2 separate regions of the Rattus norvegicus genome follow, and region 2 is linked to region 1. A link is a contact called in public Hi-C data. All regions are on one chromosome and are shown on one strand. The core of a region is the stretch at or near the end of the contact, and the rest is flanking DNA. Distances in the headings are between cores, read along the strand shown. Region 1 has its middle 210 kb from the start of B3galt1. Region 2 has its middle 43 kb from the start of B3galt1.

The links. A called contact is a pair of places that touch in the nucleus more often than the background predicts.
Region 2: a Hi-C map of liver shows a contact between it and region 1, with 6 times the contacts expected there. The contact joins two enhancer-like sites. A contact is called at or near these places in 3 of 12 Hi-C or Micro-C datasets (hepatocytes and liver).

What each region holds. Positions count from the first base shown.
Region 1 is chr3:73,002,690-73,007,119 of GRCr8, reverse strand. It overlaps a transcript of B3galt1 not described here. Among named protein-coding and RNA genes, the nearest start is that of B3galt1, 210 kb to the left of the region's middle. Within about 2 kb of position 2,114, at least 8 of the 93 cell types and tissues checked have an H3K27ac peak or open chromatin away from gene starts, as enhancers often do. A contact at or near this core is called in liver, where this site is marked.
Region 2 is chr3:73,173,698-73,178,127 of GRCr8, reverse strand. It overlaps a transcript of B3galt1 not described here. Among named protein-coding and RNA genes, the nearest start is that of B3galt1, 43 kb to the left of the region's middle. Within about 2 kb of position 2,442, at least 1 of the 93 cell types and tissues checked has an H3K27ac peak or open chromatin away from gene starts, as enhancers often do. A contact at or near this core is called in liver, where this site is marked.

The DNA.
Region 1 (4,430 bases), core at 865-3,364:
ACACAGGACTTTTGTGCACCCCCTCCCCCCAGTCATTCATTCTGGGGCTGGGAGGAGTGACAGACACTCATGGGGAAGAGTCTCAGAATGCAGCCTTAATAGCTGTAGAGCCTGTCAATGGAGCAGAAGTGGCTACAAACCCTGTGGTTTGTTCTATGTCCCTTCAATGAGGCTTGGAGTTGCTACCATCATCGTTACTGAATATATTCTAAGTCCCAAATACAGGACAGACATTACAAGTATTATTTCATCCTCACCACAATCCTAGATTCCATATAAGATTAATATTTTTAATGGAAGGATAGACAGACACACAGAAATTAAGATGCCCAAGATTGCACTGTGAGTAGTAGGTGTTTAAGCTTGAACAGCATTACCCCCTAAGAGGAACTTTGATCCTGCACTGTTAACAGGCACTCCACTCCCACTTTAGAATGGCCAGGTCAACAGTCAGCCCTGTATCAGCAGTTTCTCATTTAATAAGACTAATGCCCAGGACTATTTTCACTAGGCCCTCAAATCAAAGGCTTAGTACTATCACCTGTCCAAAACTTGAACAGTGAGACTCTGGCCACCCTGTGATCATCAACTGAGCTAGCAGAATCCTGCAGAGGCAAGCTGGCCATCTCTCATTATGATAACGGCAGTGGTGGCTTACATAACACTAGTAGCATAGTTTGGAGGCTTTTAATTCTTGTGGCTTTAAGGAACTCAGGCTCTGTCCCTCACTCTGGATGCAGGTACTGCTCAGCAGACAGGGGGACATACCAGCAGGACAGGCCTGCACGGACTCCTGTGGATGTGGGAGTGGGGAGTAGCATGAGGCAGGGGACATGGGGTGGGGAGCTGTTGACTTCTGAAAGGCCTTTGCTCTGCAGGCTGTTGTAATTCTGTGATTCAGGGAAATGCTTGCTGTTCTTTGCCCATTTCCTAACGATGGCAACTCAAACAGATTATGCAATGCTTGGCGAGAAGCTACATATTAAAAAATAATTCGCTACAAGATCATCACGGCCAAGGTTGGGCTGCAATACACCTGCTCACAGAGTTGTTCTGGGTTTTACAACCATTGTCTGTAAGCCCAAAGGGTAAAATTAGTAACAACTAAAAGAATACGAGGAACTCTGGTAAGGGTCCACGCTGATGACAACTACTGCTTTAGTCTTAATTTCTTCAGATTGTTTTACATTAAGTACTTTTTATGTAATAAAATTGCCTCAGAAAAAGAATGACTGCTTTTTACCTGAAGCAGAGTATGTGTGTCTTCTCACTTGTAATATTTCTAGACTTTAACTTAGGCAAATACTTGCAAACATCCCATTTTTAAGTGTTCCTTTCTGTGAACAGGAACTGTAGCACCTACCAGTGTGTTGAGGACCTTTCTGAACAGACTGAATATAGATATGGTTATAAATATATGGGTAGATATAGATATATGCTATATACATCATACATACATGTGCATATATAAAAATCTGCAAAGTTTCTTTTTAAGTTCATGACCTTTTAAAACAAAAATATGCAAACATGAAGTAAAGAGATGCATACAGAATATTAAATATTTGTTAAGGGCTCACCATGTATAACAGTACGACACTCAGTGAGAACAAAAATAAATGAGTGTCTGTCCATAAAGCACACCAAACACTGAGGAATATTAAGGATACAGGTAAACATATGAGAAATATTTAGGAAACCCATCAAAGGGCGCACCTCACTGAAACAGAATAAACACAGTTAAAATCTCCCTGGCAGGGTGTTATCTGGCTTTGAGCCCTGATGTGGACCAGCAGATGAGAGCCTGCAACTTTAAGAAAACTATTGAAGAATTGCTTTGGCGATGAGCATCCCTTCAGAAGAAAAAGCGCATCCTTCAGAAGAAAAAGCACATGCTCTTTAACCAATACCTATTTTGCATCCACTCTCTCTTATTCTCACAATCTTGTAAGCTTGTTTTATAGACAAAATGTCTAAACTTCTGAGAGGTTCAATGAGGCACCCAATGTCACAGTGGCATAATGGTGGAGCTGGGATTCAGTCTCAGACTATCCACAGTACTGTGTCACAGAGACAAGGGCATTGGCACTTGATTCACACAGCCTCACCTCTTTAGCTGCTCTTGGTCCAGACTGTCCTTTCTGTGACTGGCAACCCCCACTCTCTTAGTTACTGTTGGACACATTAGTTCTTGGCTGTTTTGATTCTTCTGGGCACAGTTTTTGTCAATGGCTTCAAGGCTTTGCTTTCCCCAGTATGGTCAGCAAAATTTTGGTTTTGTGCTGTTCTGGTTAACCCCTAGTGTGGCTCTTGTTGCTTTGGTTGACCCTGCAGCCTTCTGTAGATGTGAGCATTTAGCATTCTCTGCTGGATCAGCAGCTCAGGGTGTGCAAGGGCAAAGGGAAGATTTATTCTACCCTCTTTAGCAGAAGGAATTGCTTCTTTGTCAGTGTTCAAGTTGCAAACACATGCCTTTTGTGCAGTCCATGATACTTCCTGGATAATGCCATTAACTGTTTCCTGGGCAGGAGATGCACAGAGTTATGGCTACATTACCTTTTAGCTTCCACTCTATCAAACTCTATTGCTGAACTCTGGACAGGATGAACAGTAGTGAACCAAGTCTTTGATAAAAGGAGTCATGAGCTGAGTCTGTGACAGTCAGTGTCATGTGCTCATTACTTAATACAGTGCCTCTATATCATAGAGTATGTGTTCCCTTACAGTTGAGTGGGTGAATAGACTCGTGAAGCAACTAGGCTCTGGTGTGTGTGTGTGTGTGTGTGTGTGTGTGTGTGTGTGGTGTGTGTGTGTGTGTGTGTGTGTGTGTGTGTGTGTGCATGCACATGCTCATTTGTGTGTGAGAGATGGGACAGAGAGGGAGGGAACGAAGAAGGGGAAGATGGAAAGGCATAATTTACTTTACCCTCTGATTGAGGTGGCTTACTGTTCTGTGATGAATGTAAAAAGTAAAAGATAGTTTGGTTTAGTCTGAATTTAAGAAGTAGTGGATGTTTAGGCAAAATAATGAAGATGCAGGTGAGATGAGAGATCTTTTTACGGTGTGAGTAATATTTCCTGATTAAATTTTTTCACAGAGGTTAGTAATTACAAAGCATCTAGTCTGTGTCCCCTATGCTTCTGCTCTTCCAGATTTGGACATGCATACAAAACTGTTCAACAATCTCCAGGTATGGGAGCATGATAAGAAGATGACAAGTAAATTATATTAAATATTTCACAGAAAAAAATAATTTTTATAAATTCTGCATGCTCTTTCTATCTGGAGGCTCAGAACAATCTACCCTTTACAGGGGGAAAAGTAAGTCTAGACAAGTCTTCAGAAAGTAAAATTTAGTATGTTTTCTTATGGATATTTTCTAAGGTACAGAGGATATACAATTAGGAAGCATTTATTATACAAAAGATAAAGATACTCTCCTGTCTCCTTTGATTTCTTTTGGTGAGAAAATTGGCTTAGCATTATTAGAACATATTGCCTTTCAGATTTTTAACAAGCCAACATCTTTATTCTGACCTCCAGATTTATTTACACTTAGATGATGGAAGGGAAGACAGCATGTGATTAGAAAGGAAAGAAATCTTCCTAAGATTTCTAATCACAAAGGTAAACCATGGAAGCTCCCACATTTGTTTAAGGAGAAACAGTAACTCTGAACAGACTTACAACAAGAGATTGAAGATCAAAAAGAGAATTGAATGAAATCAAGAAGAGATTGAACGATCAAAAACCTCCAACAATGAAAATCCAAGGATCAGTTATTTCACCGGTGAGCTTTCTGAATATTAAAGAGTAATATATTCTTCAAACTCAGGAAAAACAGGGAAAACTTTCCAGCTCATGCTATGAGGCACCATTGCCTGAGGCTAAATCTAGATAAAGTCACCACGGGAAAGAAAACTGACTGGCCGGCATTATAACAAAGATGATGAAATTCTTAATAGACTGGACTACTAGTAAACTCAGTCTGACAAACAATTATTGCAAAAGTGGTTCAAAGTAACAAACCCAACCGAGGTAACACATTAACAGAATCAGTTAGGAAATTGTATGCACAACTTCACTGATGTTAAAAAAAAAAAAAAAAAGGCCATCTGCCACTGATTCACCGTAAGAAAACACATGACGATACAACAGGAACAAGATGTGACAAATAAACTAGGCAGGCTCATTGGTATCACAGAGGCTGAGGTAACAATCACGGTGCCTGTAGTGGTCTGACCTATGTCCTCAGCACATGTTCTTGTGGGACTCCAACCCGTGGGTGTGGGGCTGTCTCTTACTCTTTTGCCTGCCTTTGGAGCCGTTTACCTCCTACTGGGTTGCCTTGAAAATGAGGGCTTGTGCCTACCCTCATTGCACATTTTTATGGTGTTTGGTTGATAGCTCTGGGAGGCCTGCTCTCTCTCAT
Region 2 (4,430 bases), core at 1,193-3,692, 170 kb before region 1:
ATCCCATGAACCTTGAAAATTTTTTATATAATTTCATGATACTCTTGGAGAATGTGAACGTTTTAGTGACTTAGAAAATAAAAGCCTTGGTAAATAAATTGTTAACAAATAACCTTGTTTCAAGCAAATTCTGATGAATGAAATCAATCCTTGTACATGCATGGTTGTCAGACTTTTAAACGATGGGATCTCCTGACCTGATGGTAGAGGCTACTTTTTAAAATTATGAACATTCTAGGAGTCTAAAAGGCTTTATTATTTCATTGGGTCTACTACTGCCAGATTGACTGCTTTGGCCACACTCAACCATTTTACAAACACTGATAAAAGTCAACAATGCTATGAGTACTCATGGAGTCGCACATCTGATTTTTGACATCAACATTCTGGATGCAGTTGAGTATAAGGAGATGAGGCTGACTGGGAACGTTCTTTGCTTCAGTTTTCTGTGGACATTTTGTTTTAGATCCCTCTTTCTTTTTTTTTTTTACAAATGTATATGACATCCATTACTACTAAGGACAATGGGAAAAACAATAGGCCAATATCATATTGTCCAAGAAACATTCAAACAAGACTGATAGCATAAACATGTCTTCCAGCTGACCAGCAAGTAGCATGTACCTGGAACAGAAACGTTCTCTTTACCTAAGTGTGGATTCCACAAACTCTACTGACCTTCGAGCCATGGCAGGGGAGTTTCAACAGTGTGCAGGAGGTATGCACTGGAAAGAGTGGGATTTCCAAAGAAACTCCCTTTTGTACTTAATGGGCACACTGAACAGTGAGTTCTATATTCTAAGATTAATGATACTTTTTGGAGTTGAGTTCTGGCCACAATAGGCTAAGCTCTAATGAGCACTTCAGTGTGAAAGTAAATTGCGTATCTGCTGGGTGTGGTGGTGGATCTCCACAAGTCTTAAATTCAGGAGGGAGACAAAGAGGGCTCACATTTGGAGCCAGGCTTGCACTATATAGCAATCCTCCATCTCAAGCGACACAAACAACAATAACACTAGCAAAACCAAAAAGCTTTCGTGTTATATCCATGTTAGACACATTCTCCTCTCTAGGCTGCAGAAGGGTTAGATGGATAAACCTGACATTGTGAAAGTGTCTGTCAGGCCTTAACTACAGTTTTGAAGAAATAAGTTTAGGAATACTGTAGAATAGACGATAAAATGGTTAGAACCATTGTTTAAGTCTTTTTCCTTTGGAAAACAAAGACGGCTGAAGCCCATAAACATAAACGATCTCCAGGGTGAACTAAATCTGAATGAATATCAGCCAAGAACTCAAGAGTAAAATTCAGGTACAAAGAGACAAAGAGATGGTTAGGTGGGCAGAGGCGCTTCCAGCCAAATCTGGTGCCCTGAGTTTAATCCTGAGATCCATATAGTGAAAGAAATGATTCCTACTTGTTCTCTGACCTTCAGAACACACACACACACACACACACACACACACACACACACACAGAGACAGAGAGAGAACACAAATTAGAAAAAAGTTCATAAGGGAAGATTTATAATCTTATGTGTTCTACAGGTATGATACATGAATACAGTCATACCTACGTCATGTTTCATAAAATTTTACACTATTTTTCCAAGTTGTGAACTTTATACTTCTGTTTGCTAAGGGTCTTTGCAGCCACTCAGCCTTTCTTTCTCAGGAGAAATATAACACCTTGCTGTGTATGGTTCTATGCCTTGAATATCTCTGAGGTCTGGGCAACCTATTCGGGCTCAGATCTGGATAAGGGTGCTAAGTCCCAATGCTTTGTTCTTGTGTGATTGTTTTTGCTTGATTTCTTACCATGAGTAAGTCATACATTTTAACTGGACAGATATGAGATAAAAAAAAACTATTTTTCTGCCAAGATAGCAATCGACAACCTTCGGGAACACGTGCAGAATTTTCTGGGACTCTATTAAAATTATCTGATAAACTGTCTTTGAGTCTCTGTGTTTTTGTTGTGTGGGGGCACCAAGTAGGAGCTCGGAGGCTTTGTAGATGCAACTGAAACTTAAACTGGAGGTAATGAACAGTAATGTGCTTTGTAGTACACAGATGGCTAGAGAGACCACTGTTAAATTTAACGGCTACACTGAGTCACCCACTTTTACCTGTATACATTAAACTAAGCATAGTTAGTTGCTTTAAGAAAATGATTAAATCACTCTTGATCTCTTTTCCAAATACATAGAAGCTGACTTTCTTTTCCATGGGAGGGGGGTGGATTTGAGGCATTATATCTCAGGGCAAATGTGTTTATACTTTGTGTGTTATTTCATGGAAAAATATACTAATGAAAACAGGAGACCTGGGTTTCCACCCCATGTGAGAAAAGCAACCCTTTCATGCGGCTAAATGTGGGCCTTATCCATCCCGCTCACGATTCAGTGGAACTGTGACACGTGATAGGCTTAGAGTATGAATGGGTCAGTGAAGAGTACTCTATAAACAGGAATGTGTTTCTTGGGAGAGGTTTGGATAAATGGACTGAGTGTTCCTTCATTTCTCAGGCTTTTGCTTAGGAAGCTAATGAAACCAAGCATGCAGAGCAAAACCATCTGCTGAAGGTCAGAGAGCTTTGTAAGATGCTATACAGCCCCGGCTCGGACCAGGCTCCACCAGAGAGCATGGGCACAAGGGTTCTTTCCTCTCTTCCTTACACGAAGAGCACAAATACCTTAACATCCAAAGTCCAGCACCATATTTTCTAAAACAATAGAGGTAAACATGTTGAAACCTGAAGGTTGAAAGAAGACTCCACATGGGCCCACGTTCTGCCACTACTACTGCAACGGTTTTTATTTTTGTAAAGCAATTATCAACTTATGTATAAGTGATTACACCATTTGAGACATGACATCCTTGAAAACTCTGATGCTCTAATCAAAACACAACAGCTATTTTGGAACAGAAAGTCTATCTGCTTTACATAAATATCGAAAAATCAAACAATGACCCACTTACAATTATATTGTTGATGATTTTAAAGAGCTACTTTAAGTGAATTTCTTTCCTCAGTGGGAATTTTCTAGCCTGATACTGGTATATCCCAGCCAAGATGTATGTGTGTGGTGACGATTGTGGCAGGGGTTAGGAGGTGTGTGAATGGGTGGTCATGGTTTTCCCATGCTGCATACCTGTCATTATTTGTACTTTCTATTATATCTCATACCTGTAGGCACAATAAACTTTTCATATATATATATATATATATATATATATATATATATATATATATATATAATTAAAAACCACCAACTCAACTCCATTAAAGTACCATCAGCCTCATTGGAGAATTTTGTTAAGATTATTTTTCAATCTAGGGAGCGTAAAAACATCGCAGCAGCACTGATAACAGCATTTTAAATATTAAGGAGTCATCTTTCCTGGAGTAGATGAACTCCTTGAATTTCTCTAGAATTTCTGATGAAGCAATTGTAATATCATAGGGATATATAAAAGAGTGTGGACATGATAAATATGATGAGATTTTTAATTATGATTGTATCCCACTATATAAATAGTAAAAACACTTTGTTATATTGTCTTAATATTTAGGCATGATCTCAAACTAAAACACTTAGGAAATAATTAACAGGATTGATCTCTGGGGAGAGAAGAGGGCTAGTGTGAAAGCCATTGCAAAGGGTCTTCTTTTCATTCCCTATGTTTCTGTGTTGCTTGAACTATTGAAAAACATGCATTCAAATATTAATTTAAAATTTAAAATAATAAAAAGGAAATAATCAAATAACATGATATCAACTGCCCCACTGGGATCTGGGAAGACCAGCCTCCAAGCCCTCTCTCTCCTATGCCTTATTTTCCCCTAGGATCTACGTTTATACCTTATAATCTCTGAAACTGCCTGTAATCATAGTCACCAGGTTCTAAACTCATATGCTGGGCACTGACTCGTCCATACACTTTACATGAAGCCTGGCTTCACAGAAAGACTGCACTACCAGATGTCATATCAATATACCCATGTGAGAACTACAATATTACCTATTGTATCCGGGACCTACCTATCTATGAACCAAAGAGAATGAATAATTCTTTCACCTTGCTATTCAACTTGTGTTGGGACACTAAAGAAACCTTTACAGAACCCTTCTCTGCCCAATGTCAAGAGATTATAGTTGGTTTGTCATGGTGGCTTCTTCCCAGGATAATTCAATGAAAGTGGTGTGTGAGGTTGGGGATACACAGGGATAATGGGGTTTTTAAATACATATTGAGGTGAGAACCTATCGCAATTTCCATGCAGCCCTTGCTAATGCGATAAGTGAATGTAAAAGAAGTACTTTCCCATGTAAAATATCCCTATCCTGAATCATCCTAGGTAAAGTCTGTCAGCACCATATTATGGCACGGCATTGAGGCTACTCACTGAAGCAAATCAGAACATT